2 separate regions of the Mus musculus genome follow, and region 1 is linked to region 2. Evidence: chromatin contacts called from public HiChIP or PLAC-seq data. All regions are on one chromosome and are shown on one strand. The core of a region is the stretch at or near the end of the contact, and the rest is flanking DNA. Distances in the headings are between cores, read along the strand shown.

What was found. HiChIP or PLAC-seq counts read pairs in DNA pulled down with a chosen protein or histone mark.
Region 1: an H3K4me3 HiChIP or PLAC-seq map of embryonic stem cells shows a contact between it and region 2, with 29 read pairs. The contact joins two enhancer-like sites. A contact is called at or near these places in 1 of 39 promoter capture datasets (cranial neural crest), 3 of 484 Hi-C or Micro-C datasets (Sertoli cells, liver and nephron progenitors), 3 of 115 datasets of contacts at active chromatin or transcription factors (embryonic basal ganglia, embryonic stem cells and pancreatic cancer cells) and 1 of 9 other capture datasets (embryonic stem cells).

Annotation. Positions count from the first base shown.
Region 1 is chr13:97,518,999-97,525,566 of GRCm38.p6, reverse strand. Gm41030 (a long non-coding RNA gene) reads left to right here. Exons shown (of 3, transcript XR_001781023.2): 2 at 141-298; 3 at 4,634-4,717. Among named protein-coding and RNA genes, the nearest start is that of Gm41030, 5.0 kb to the left of the region's middle. Within about 2 kb of position 4,431, at least 3 of the 459 cell types and tissues checked have an H3K27ac peak or open chromatin away from gene starts, as enhancers often do. A contact at or near this core is called in embryonic stem cells, where this site is marked.
Region 2 is chr13:97,286,506-97,293,577 of GRCm38.p6, reverse strand. No RefSeq gene overlaps it. Among named protein-coding and RNA genes, the nearest start is that of Gm33390, 9.1 kb to the left of the region's middle. Within about 2 kb of position 1,352, at least 52 of the 459 cell types and tissues checked have an H3K27ac peak or open chromatin away from gene starts, as enhancers often do. A contact at or near this core is called in embryonic stem cells, where this site is marked.

The sequences.
Region 1 (6,568 bases), core at 3,182-5,681, 230 kb before region 2:
TGGCTAGAGACAGGGGCCCACCATCCCTTCAGGGTTTTCCGGGTTTCAAGCCTTAGCTCAACTGGGAACTCAGCTGCCTTTCACAGTCCCACACAGCACTGACTGGCACTGTGATCCTAATTTCCTTTTTTTTTTTCAAGTGAGGAAGAATTATAGACTTCCTTGAGGATGGGAAGCAAAGAAATGCACCAGGGGTAATTACATCCTGCCTCCTTCAGCGTCGCTCAGGGTTGCAAACTGGATGCAGACTCTTTTTCTCCCAGCATGCCCCTCTGCTCCGTGCATTCAACACCTGCAGGTAGGGGGGCCCTCCACCAGCAGCATCTTTGGAGGCCCTGTGAAATGATTCCCATACCCTGCCCCCCAGCACCTCAGCTTGGAGTCTAGGGTGTGCTCTGATAACAGCGGAAAGTTATTTCCTCCGAGTTGAATATTTACTTTGTGTTGATTTTTCCTAAACACTTAAGAACAGCATCTGACAGGAAAGCCCAGGTTCTCAGAATCAGAAGGGCAGGGGCATTTCTGATCACCTCAGTAATGTGTATTCCTCTACCCCACCTCCACCCCCACCCCACCCCCAGTGACGAGACTGCTCAGAAATCTGATGGGCGGGGCTGGAAATTGGGACAATGAAGTAAACACTTGCTCTATTTGTTAATATTTCTACAAGAATTTACTTAATGTTAAATTAAGAATTTAGAGGGGGGCTGGTGAGATGGCTCAGTGGGTTAGAGCACCCGACTGCTCTTCCGAAGGTCCAGAGTTCAAATCCCAGCAACCACATGGTGGCTCACAACCATCCTTAACGAGATCTGACTCCCTCTTCTGGTGTGTCTGAAGACAGCTACAATGTACTTACATATAATAAATAAATAAATCTTTAAAAAAAAAAAAAAAAGAATTTAGAGGGATCGACAACTGACAGACTGACTGACAGACAGACAGACAGACAGACAGACAGACAAGCACAGAGTGTGGAGGAAAAGAAACATGCTGATACTAAAAGAGAAGAGAAGCGGGAAAGGCAGGAACACCCCGCCATTGTTCATCTATTCCTAGGTTAGGTTGTCTTCGCCCCCTCCAGCTCGATACTGTTCTTCCACACCTTTAATTACATGGATGGATTGCATACGAACCACCAGTGGCCTTGTTCTCACTGGCCCTAACTGCTAATGGGCTGTAAATATGGCCTTTAAAAACTAACCGGGGCTTGATGTGGATTTGTGTTCACCTATGTTAATGGCATGCCAGGGAAATAGATTAGCTGCCTGTCTGCCTGCCTGTGACTCGCTACACTGAGCATTTTAGCCCTGACCTGGTTTGGCCTCCTCCAGCATGGTAGAGAACAGTGCCATGGCTATATGCAAATCTAGGCTTTTATGATCCAAAGACAGACTGCCAAGTAAACAAAGCATTTGTGAAAGAGCTCCAGTTACCGTGTGGTAAGCAGCTACAGCCCTAAGGACTCTTTCTAGCCCTCCGTGAACAACTTCGGAGGGAAAAAAGGTAGACTTTTTTAAAGGGAAGGAAAGAACAGAAGGGGAACTCCAGGCTCCGGGCAACAAAGGCGTTACAATGTAATTAACTCCCAGACTGGGCTCAGTGATGGGGCGACATGGCTTCTGACTGCCCAAAGCTTCCTCTTGTCTTCGGCAGGAATTAAAGTCTACATCTGTGTCAGGAGGGCACTCAGACTATTCGCTGCCTGAGACAACCGGGGAAATCAACCCGCTTCAAGGAGGAAGGCTTGTGACATAGCTGCTCTCTCCAGCATGGCTTGCAGGCTGAGCGGAGTTTACAGGACGACTGTTGGATGTCTGAAGTAGACTGAAGGAAGTCTGAGTCTGGGCCATTTGGGAGGGAACGTGATGGAAATATTTGCCCTGGGCTTGGAGAACCTATTTGTTTTGACGACTGCTGCTGCTGCTGCTATTTTCCTTAAAGTGGAAGATAGCAGGACTGGAAGAATGGGAGGCCCTGTCCTTTGGGTCCCGCCTTCTTGCACATGTGCAAGAGAAGAGACGCACGTTGTATATTAGCTGTGCCTCGGACAATAGAAAAGCCATCCTCAGTGCCCTTCCTCCACTCAGCTAAAGAAAGCGTTCATCTCCATAACTCTCAATCAAATTCTTAAAAACTGTGGAGCTAGAAAAGACATTTTCCCTTATTCCACTGGATATGTTTAATATTGACAAAGAGAAAGACAAGACACTTGTGACTTAACAAAGTTCTACATAAACGTGTACAACTGTATCTACTAGATTTTCACCTTAGTTTGAATTTTGATCTTCCTCATTACAATACAGACTTTTCTGCGAAGAATTGTCTACAAAACCCTAGTAAATTCTAATAAAACAAAATGCCTATAAAATTATAAATCAGGCTATTATTAATTTACGCCACTGTGGTAATATTATATTTACTAGATTTATTTTTAGTTTTTAAACAACTATAATTGTAATGCAAGAACGTGTTCAATGTTAAAGATTCTATTTCAAATTCAGTAAAATACTTCCTATGTGGATTAGCTCACACTTAACAAATGTGTCATACTCCATAAATACACCACATAATTAACCCATAGATACACCACACTTAGCAGAAAAGGTCATCTAGTCAGCGAGAATGTAATTAACAACCTGAAAGTTGTTTCCCCATTTTTTAACTCAAACCAGCAGCTCACACAGGACAATAAAAACGGAGGCACTTCCAGTTCTGTTTCTTTGTCCTTCGGGGTCATTGTTTCAAATCTACTGCTGTAACACAGGCAAACACAGGCAAGGGGCAGTGTGAACTCCGAGGCTTCCAAACCATCATGAGCAGACTTTCCAAATGAAAGCAAGCTTATTTCGACACAAGCAGGCACCCTTTGGATTAGCATCCACGAAAAATATACTTTCCAAAAGACTTATAGTAAAACGTGCTGATTTGATACATTTATGTATAGCCACATAGGCATCATTCGATCCTAGTAGTAATGACCTCTATTATGCACTAGTTAAATTGCTAAATTTTTCTCCAAGACAATAATATTTTCTTCCTTTAAAAAATACTTATCTACATTTTGTGTGTAGGAGTGTTTTTCTTCAATGTATGTATGTGCTCCACAGGCATACCTGATGCCTAAAAAGGCCGAAAGAGCATGACTGATGCCCTGGGACTCAAAGCACGGTTATGAGCACCCACGTAGGTGCTGGGACCTAGATACAAGTCCTCCGCAAGAGCAGCAAGTGTTCTTAACCACTGAGCCATCTCTCCAGGCCCCCCAAATATTTCCTTATTACACTATTTAGAGTTGGTGATAAGCAGATCCCACGTCACATGATCTTGTCATTATTTTAACATTCGATGATTTGTTCCTCTGCTGGTATTGGGCAGCCCACTCCAGCTGCCCCGCCCTTGCTGTGAATCCGGTAAACCCAGACCCATGGTAAGCTTAGCATGAGCAGCCTAGGCAGCCTCTGGAGACCTGAGCTGGGTGAGGAGGGCAAAAAGACCTGGCCAGAAGTCACCCATGCTGGTATCAGGATCTCCCAACCCAGTGATATCACATCTAGGTGACAGGGAGACCCTCACACCTGTTGCCAAGGCAACAGTCACCATATTCCCAGAATCCACTTGGCTTACCTCCCACCTTTACCTGTGGTTATGGCACTATCCATATAAAAGGAAGATCTCTCTCTCTCTCTCTCTCTCTCTCTCTCTCTCTCTCTCTCTCTCTCCCCCCTCCCATATGTTCTCAAGTCTGGGTGGGAGGGGCTATAAAGCTTATATTTGTAAACAAGAAAAAATAGGCTTCAAGGCCAAAGTGACTTATCCAGTGGCCCACTGATTTGTCCAGTGGTAGAATCCAGATTAAAACCCAGATGTGACGGCAAATCATGATCATAAAATTGATGGCATCTAAATCAGCTAAGAGACGTATCTTTGAGGAGGTCTGTATCGTTTCCAGGAAGGACTGTCTGAGGGTAGCAGACTGTTCCCCAGAGTGAGGGGTATCAAATGCAAAGTAGCCCAAACACAAAGAAATCACAGGGCGCAGCCCTTTACTGCTTGCTTGCGCCCCTTCATTTCTGGCCGTTGTATGGATCTGTTGCTGTTGTAGCTGCCCCAGCTGCCTCCGCCATCCAGCTACACAGGGCTAGGCTACTACTGAAATTCTAGCCTCTTCAGCATTCAGGCCATTGTGGGCTACCCAACCTATACAGCTGGAAGTCATATTAACAGATCCCTCTTGATAACATCTACGTCTATTTGTTTATTCACTCCAGACCTCGGCTTATTCACTCCAGAGCGCCACTGAACTAGGTCTGAACTCTGACCTGAAGGGGGCGTAGCAGAGCCTGTGGCCGGCACGGGAGCAGGCGCCATGTTAAGGGCCCCACTGCTCTCCGATGAACAGATACATACATCCCCAGGAATCCTTCAAGTCAGCCACACCTTAGAAACCAACTCAGCCTCAACAGAGGCCTGTCATGTGACCTAGGAGCTAAACCGAGTTTCACTCTCTAGTGATTTCTGGATGGCTCCTCCCTCTTTCCCACATCTATCCTCCATATTCTGTCTTCTCAATTCTCCTGTCTTGCTTAATTTTTAAAATGTGTATTTATTCATTCCTTTATTTGTGTGTCAGGTGTGCACCTGATGGCCATGGAGTTCAGAAGAAGACATCAACTACCCTGGAACTGGAGTTAGAGAATGTTGGGAACCTACGGGTGGATGCTGGGAATTGAACTCAGGTCCTCTAGAAGAACAGCCAGTGTTTTTGTTTGTTTGTTTATTTTTTTTGTTTGTTTTTGTTTTTGTTTTTTTGGCTTTGGCTTTTTCGAGACAGGGTTTCTCTGTATAGCCCTGGCTGTCCTGAACTCACTTTGTAGACCAGGCTGGCCTCGAACTCAGAAATCTGCCTGCCTCTGCCTCCCAAGTGCTGGGATTAAAGGCGTGCACCACCACGGCCCAGCACAGTTGGTGTTCTTAACCACCGAGCCATCTCTCTAGCCTGTTACTTCCTTTTTAACCTACTTCTTTAACAAAGTATCAGTATTTTCAGTGAGCGTGTTGGAGCTATCACATTAAGTTCCAAATAATTTCTCATTTGAGACCTTGCATACAACATGCACCTCTAAAGGGCTTGAGAGTCCCTTTACATCCTCTCTTTACTGCAAGCCCGGGAACATCTTGTGTTTCTCTGACTCCTCCCTGGGACATTAAAAAATGATAATCTACCCCTCCATATGGCCAGAACTTGAGTGAGGTTATGCTTACTGATTAGTATTGATCAGTTACTCGTTTATACCTGTTTATAATGGTTTCCCTGCAGTGTGCTCATTACGGTTTCCAGCATCAGACCGCAGAAAGCTTTGGGTTGTATAATAAGTGGAAGATCTTGCAAAGAAAGCAAGTCTGTCTTCAGCCTCTTCTCTCTCCAGTGACAGGAAAAGCCATTTATTTTGTCTCTTTGTGTAGTCTGGCCTTTGCATATGGTCACGGGCTGAAAGTACAGGGCCAGCCTTATCAAAGTCTAGGAGAAGGCTTCCCACCGCTTACCAACAGGACATGAAAATCACCATGGAAGGCAAAGACAGCCCAGGGCTGTGCAAGTGCTGGTATACAGCAAAGCTTGGAGTGCTTCCCTGGAATCCACATGATCAAGACAGCACAGAGCTAAGAGGGAGCTTCCGCCCATCTCAGAGTGGGGGGACAGATGTCATCTGTACCCTTTCGTCTTTAATAGCTGATCTGTTTCAAACAGATCAGGGGACAAAGTGTCTTTACAGTAGCAAAAAAAAAAAAAAAAGTGAAGATTAAGTTCAGGTCCATATATTATTATATATTATATATTAGCTCAACCAATGGACTTCAAAATATACAAACTTTTCCCTCATTCAAAAGATGTGTTAAGGTTGTCATGGCGATTCCAGTCACCAAGAAGCCAGAAGAATTGCATCTTTTTTTGTGACTGTTCGGCACATGCCTTGTATCTTTAAGTTCACCCTGTGGCCTGAGATGACACATTTAACACCAGGTAGATAATTTAAAATTATGTTCATTTACCATTGAGAATTTCTTGTTTTAATTGCCTTTTTCTGTTCTGTTCTCTATTATCTAATATGTATTTTCTTTTCCTTTATGCATGTGGCCATATGGAGATGGTTTACTCAATATAGTCAAATGTCCGAGTCCTTTTTTTTCCCAGCATATACTTTTTGCTACTTCAAAGAAAGCCTTCTCATTCCTGAGGTAGAGGAAAGTCTAAATAATGGTGTTGAAAAAAAAATCTACATTTTGTTCTCATTGTTTTGAATTTTCTTTCTTGTGTTTATTTTCGTATATGATGTTAGGAACATTTTCCAGTTGAAAATTGCTTTAGCACTATAAATTTAATAACTTATCTTTTCTACTCTGATGTTTCTATGCGTGTATAGATGCACATATGAGAAGTGCACGTATGTTCATGTGCACGCATATGAGAAGTGCACATATGTTCATGTGCACGCATATGAGAAGTACACATATGTTCATGTGCACGCATATGAGAAGTACACATATGTTCATGTGTACGTAAAGA
Region 2 (7,072 bases), core at 103-2,602:
AGGTGAATCTGTAGATGTCATAGCTGGTCTCCATCTGGATTCTGACTCCTGTAGGAGACTGAGATACAACCTGCTTCTGTTTCTGTTACTATGCATGTGTCCCTATTTCAATGTATTTCAGTGTCACTTGGCCACTTCCCGCCGAACTCAGCGACCAGTCAGATTATGACACACAAGTTTGTTCCCATTTAAAATAATACATTAGTTCTATTCCCCCCACCTCCAGATCCTCTTCAGATCTCCCAATATACCTAACATTTCTTTGGTTTACATAAAAGCCCTATCTAATTTGCTCCCTAGGGGAGACCTACCACAATAGTAAAGTTGCACATTTCCACAGGGATTTACCCTAAACTGTTAATGAGTTGTGACTTCCCTGTCTGTACAGGCAGACAAAGCTGCTGCACCCCAAGCAGGTAGACAGAATTTGAACCAGATGGTTCAAGGCAGGGAAATGGGCTTAGCAGATCATTCCCAACACCTCCGTGTGTTGACTGAAATCCGTAAGGGGATGGCAAAACACCACCCTTATTTTCTCAACAAACTGTGCACCTTATTGAATATTAAACAGAAAGCTGAACAGAGGAGAGCTGGCTCTGGGTTTTCTTTCCTTGTCATTAGAACCATAAACTTGGCTGCTAGTTTCAACGAATCAATGGGGTGTGTGTGTATGGAGAGAGAGAGAGAGAGAGAGAGAGAGAGAGAGAGAGAGAGAGAGAGAGCTAATCTCATATCACTGAAGGACTTTCCGGTAATCCCACTACTACACATTGAATAAATCAGAAGTGGCAAGGGTGTGTGTCATTTCCATGAGTTCCTATATGGGAAGCAAATCCCCTTTTGCCCGATTTTCCAGTTTCAACAATAAATTACCCCAGCCTCTGATCCTCACTGTGAAGCCAGCGCCATTAAAAGCAGCGCGAATGCAAATTGAGGCGTTTCCCAGCTCTCAACACCCCACCCCTCACCCCCGACAGCCAGTTTAATTAAAGCCAAATTTGGTTGCGGAGTAAACAGGTATTTACAGATCAGGGGGAAAAAATCTGGTTCCGGTAATTAAAAGGATTTTGTAAATCTTGTCCTCTGTGTTAGAACACTTGGGTTTTAATAGTTAATTAAAGATGTCTTAATCATCCTTTGAGAGAAATTTGAAAAAGAAAAGATTAGGGACCAGCCACAAAGACACCACTGAAGTTCTGAAATTCCTGTCTGAGGAACCAGGGTCTCTCTTTACCTCATTGGCACGTAGACTTTGTCTTTCCTTTTCTTTGAACAAAAGGGTAGTCCTGTGCGCTCACAGCTGCTCCACAAGCCCCGGCCAGCTTGCGAGTCACCCACACACCACTGCCCTTGGAGCTAAGGGCACAGATGTCTGGTTCCTATGGCTTCCCAAGCTGTGACTGAAGACAAAGTCAAACTCGTTGGGCAGGCAAACAGACAGATGGACAGATGGAGAGACAGATGGGGCTTGTGTGTGTGTGTGTGTGTGTGTGTGTGTGTGTGTGTGTGTGTATGTGTACATATGCACGCGCGCACACACACACACACACACACACACACACATTAACTTAAGCAAGTGTCTTTCCTATCCAATGGTTTTTGATTTGGTTTGGTTTAGTTTTATTTTGTTGTTGTTTTTTAAGGTAACATAATGAACCAATTGACAGATCAGCACCCCTGTGCTAGGTACTGGAAGGGGACACCAGAGACTATATATCAGAGCACTCCTTGCTCAGGACTGGAATTTAAGACAAACACTTTGTGGCTAATGGTGCTACAAACCCTCCCACCCCCATAACACACACACACACACACACACACACACGCACGCACGCACGCACGCACGCACGCACGCACGCACGCGCACTCACGCACACGCACATAGAAAAGACACACAGGAGAGGACAACCCAGGGCCATGTAATACTGCAGGACAGGGACACACCATACATCCCAACTCTGTCTTCCCCTTGAGAGTGAGTCCAGCTGGCTTTGGCTGGAGAGGAGAAGCAGACGTCTGGAGAACAGTAATTCCAGACAGTGAACAGGACACACAGCAGGAAAAATCGATGCCTGCCTTTAGGAGTCTGTGGCTCCAGCGGCCAGAGCCCAGGGCTTGGCAAGAGTGAGATCTAGCGAGAAAGCCTGGCCTGGTCAGCCAAGGCTACCTATGGCTGGGCTGTGACCAGATAGCCCAAGTGCTGAGCTGCAAGGCCACTCCTGTTGTGTCTGACAAAGTGTGACAGGAAGAAGCACCTCAGCCGGCCCTGCCAAAGTGTCCCCGGAGGAATCAGTCACGCTACAGACCTAACATAAGGAAGGTTTATTAGTGAGATGGGAAGGGGACCTGCAAAAGGGGTAGAGGCAGAGGAAGGAAGGGGGACAGAGAAGAATAGACAGAGGAATGAGGAAGGACCAAAGAGGAAGAGGCCGGCAGGGACGCATGAGGTTAGAGGAAGAGAGAGGTAAGGGAGGGAGGAAGAGAGGGAGGGAGGGAGGGAGGGAGGGAGGGAGGGAGGGAGGAAGGGAAGGAGAGGTGTGAGAGAGAGAGGGAGACACAGAGGTCTCCAGTGGTCTTCTTATAAGCCTGGCTCCTGTCTCATACCTGGAGGGTGGAGACACAAGCTGTTGCTAGGTAACGGTTGGGCAGAGCCTAGAGGAATTGCTAACAGCTCCCCTAGGGCTTCTGTATGGACGTCTGTGCCTGGAAAGATTCACACTAAGTTGGCCATTTCTTCATGATGATGAACTGCCAGATCCTCAACTTCTATATAGCCAATTTTTCTAAAAAATTTTCCTAATGGGCCAGCAAGATGCCTTGGTAAATCAAGGCACTTGCCAGGCAAGCTTGGTGACCTGACTTGGACACCTGGAACCCATGTAATGAAGGAAGGAGAGAACAAACTCGACAGAGCCATCTTCTGATCTTCACGCAAAGGCCATAAGACACTCAGACCCTCTACCATTACGTCTGTCCACAACAGCAATGACAAAGAAGTAAAAATGTAAACACACCATAGAACTTCAAGATGACAAAAACTACACTTTAAAACAGAAAGCCACAGCCTGTTCTCAAAGGTCCTTAAGCCCGACTCTCCCCATCTGCCCCATTACCTGGCTTTCTTACTGTGAGGTGGAAGCTCTGGAGGTAAAACTAATTAGTGACATTTAAATGCAGTCACCAGCGCTTTATAGTTAACACTCTAGGTTGAAATTCTATTTGAAAAAAAAATTTTTTTTTTTTACTCAAAAAAATGTTTCACAGAGTATTTCAGTTATTGTCAGTTCTTGCTCTATCTCAAGTTATAATGTTTGGTTATAATGTCAAGTTATAATATTGTCTAACGAACAAGAAAAAAGTAAACTTTAAACCTGTATCTAAGATGCACTAAGGCCCAAGTTAAAACTCCAACACTGAACACCAAGCCTATAGCCCCGTCACACTCAATGGGAGCACAATCAGGAGGCTGAAGTCCCCCTTAGCTACATTGAGTTTGAAGCTAGCCTAGGATGTATTAGACCCTTAAAGGAGGATGCAGTTTGCCTGGGACATCTGTAGGGATCTGTCAGTGAGATAAAATGGAGAGGAAGGGACGGGTATGGCTTCTGTGGTTGAACTTGATATTCAACAAGGAGAGGGGTCCTTTAATATGCTAACAACACTGAGACTCTCAAGAAAGTATTCGCTATTCGTAAATTGTGATCATAGAAGGCACCACCAAGGGATAATTTGAAATTGTTTATTCCTCCTCTTAATTATCTTATCACCACCATCCCCTAAAAGTGAAAAATATGAGTTTCAGGTCTAGCCTGGTCATGTAGGCTCACCAGTAATTTGGACACAATTGCTGACAAAAATGTCTTCTGAGAATAAAGTTCTAGAATGGCACTTCAGATTCACTCTGACCATCCTAATGAACACAGAAGAAAATCCTTGAAAAGAAGATGGCATCAGACTCATGAAGTGTCTCTTCATTTTCTTCAGAATATCCATCTGTGGCTGGGCATTGATAGAGAATGCCTTTAATCCCAATACTCAAAATGCAGAGAATGATTGAGCTCTGTGAGTTCAAAGCCACCCTAGTGTGCAGAGTGAGTTCCAGGACAGCCAGAACTGTGTAGAAAGAACCTGTCTCAAACAAAACAAAATAAAACAAAACAAACATAAAAACCAAACAAAAACAAAACAGAATATACATCTGTGCAAAGCAGATACTTTCTTGCAGAAGTGTTTGTAACTTGTTTCTGTTCTCAACTTCATTTTGTATAAATGTGCACAGCTGCTGTTCACAGACTACAAAGATCATCAGATCTGAGCCTTACAGTCTTCATGGCACCAAGTGTACAGAGGACAGAAGTCACCTGTCCAGAAACATGAACTGGAAGTTGAGACAAACCCTGTAACAAAGACCTTCATGGTATATCATGAAATCATGCTATGGAGTCCTACGCACCGTGTGTATGTCACTGGTATGACTTCTCAATTGATAGAGAATATTTACAAGTGTTGTCTTTTCCCTTGTCGTGTGTGAGTGTAAATGTGTGTGTACATGTATGAGGGTATGTGTCACTGTGTGTGTGTGTATGTCTGTGTGTGTTTGTATATGTGTGTGAATGTATGTGTATATTCGGGTACACATGCATATGAAAACCAGGGTCATTCTTTGGGCTCTATCTATGCTAGTTTTTAAGTTAGGATCTCACTCACCAAGAAGGCTGGCTGACCAGTGAGCCACGGGGACCTACTAGGATTTCATGCGTGCCACCACACCTGACTTATTAAAACATGGGGTCTGAGGCTCACACACGGGTCCTGAAAGCCTTTTTCCAACTGAATTGTCTACATTTTCTATCTTTGCCCTTCCTAAACCAGACCCTAAAAGTATACTTGATTGTGCATACAGTACTCTTACGTGCTTCTAATTTAGTCAGTTGGGGCAAGGGGAGATGTTTCAATTCTAAAATTAAAATGTATTTGATACCAGATTACCAAGGTAACCTGTTGGCAGATTGAACCTCTGGCTCTTCCACCCTGTATTTTACCTTTGATGAGACATGTCATTGCTCAAAACAGGAGGACCATCTGGCGAGAACTGATGAAGGCCAAGAAAAACTCTGGGGTCCTTAAAAACCTTGCTATTCAGCCTGGCAGTGGTGGCGCACGCCTTTAATCCCAGCACTTGTGAGGCAGAGGCAGGTGGATTTCTGAGTTCGAGGCCAGCCTGGTCTACATAGTGAGTTCCAGGACAGCCAGGGCTACACAGAGAAACCCTGTCTTGAAAAACCAAAAAACAAAAAACAAAAAAAAAAACAAAACCCTTGCTACTCAGTATGGAGCACTGCTGAATGCTACTGAAATGAGCTTCTCCAGCACAAATGCCCTTCAGCCCCTCCTACCTCCCTGTCTCTGCCCTCTCTCCTCTCTGAAACGATGAGTGATTCTGACACGGCCTTCCATTGCCCCAAGAGTAGAGGATTTGGAAAGTGGTCCTTTGCTGGTACATGAACGCATCATTTAGAAATGAACTAGGATTCCTTTTGCCAAACGCAAGGCCACAGCCTAGAAGCTTCCTTTGTTGTAGCTCATGTGGCATTAGTTTGCAGCTACACAGTTTCCAAGCCACTGTCTCTTGTCTTGACCTGGGCTTTCTCAAGGGCATTCATGCACTGTGTACGTCTTAACTCCTTAGTTCTCATGGCCAGCGTAGAGAGTGACATGAGACAGACCCTCACAGTAAATGCTTGCTAAGTGTCTGAGTGAAATGCTGAATGAACGAATTCAAGACCCGGATTTGTCTTTTGGATGCAGAGGCTTGACAGTCAGAGAAACATGTTAACAGTACCTGTTGGTTGCCATGACTGATCTGACAGCATCATCGACAGCTCCTGCATTTTCTACATACTAAACTCTCTGTCAGATGATGATGATGGTGGTGGTGGTGATGATGATGATGGCGGCTAAGTTTTCCCACTATTTTTCTTTTCTGCTGTTTTAAAAACCAAACAGTAGAAGATGGGAGGTAACCCAGTGAGTCAAGTGCCCACTGTGTAACACTGACCTGAGTTCAGAATTTCAGCACCTACATAAAAGCTGGGGTGGTACTATACCTGTAACCCCCATTTCTGGAGAGGCAAAAACAGGCAGCCCCCCGAACTTGCTGGCTCGGTACTCTAGTGGAAATTGTGAGCTTCAGGTTCAATGAGAGATCTTGTCTTGAAAAATAAGGTAGAAAAACAACAGAGGAAGACACCCCCCAAAAAACCACTAGCCTCTACACATGCAAACACACACACACACACACACACACACACACGCACACCACACACCAATACTTCCTGCCTTTACTCTCTCATGTTGCTCTGATTAAATTTCTTCCTTGGCAAAAGAGAGAGAGAGAGAGAGAGAGAGAGAGAGAGAGAGAGAGAGAAAATTTTTTGTGTTTTGCTAACTTTTTTCTATACTTTGTCCCCAAAGACTTGGGTCTAAAGCCCTTGTGGCCCTTGAACTTATGGTGAGTTAGTTCAGCCTCTTCCTCAAGTGCTGCCAGTGCTGTCTTGTGAACCATTTCTAGTGCCTTGCTAAGCTCTAACCCTGGACAAACTAACTCCTCCACCTCTGCTCACCTTGACTTCCAATTTCTCTGTATATGATATGGTCCCCCACCTCTGTAAGGCCTGAGGTCTGCAGATGAAAACCCTGGGTGCCAGGTTCTCCCTGGGTCCTTGTCCTCACCCTCTGGGGTGCTGTGGGAACCCTCCATGTTGCCGCCCCTTTCAGATCGGACGCTCTTCCATCCATCAGTGCCTGGGATCGTACATGGAGACTTGTGCTTTATCGGGGTTTGATTTTTCCCCCTGGCTCTGCTACTGATGCTAAAATGCTAGGGATGAGGTACTGAACTTGTCTCTGTGAGTATAAAGCAGGGATTTCAAATGTTTGGCATACATTGCCGCCTTGGGGAACAGCTCCCAGGATGAAAGTTTGTAATCCTAATAAACAATTTATTCTTGCAGATCTGTATTGGCAGGAGCAGTGCCTTTTTTTTAGACAGGAGTTTTTTGTAGAACCTGGG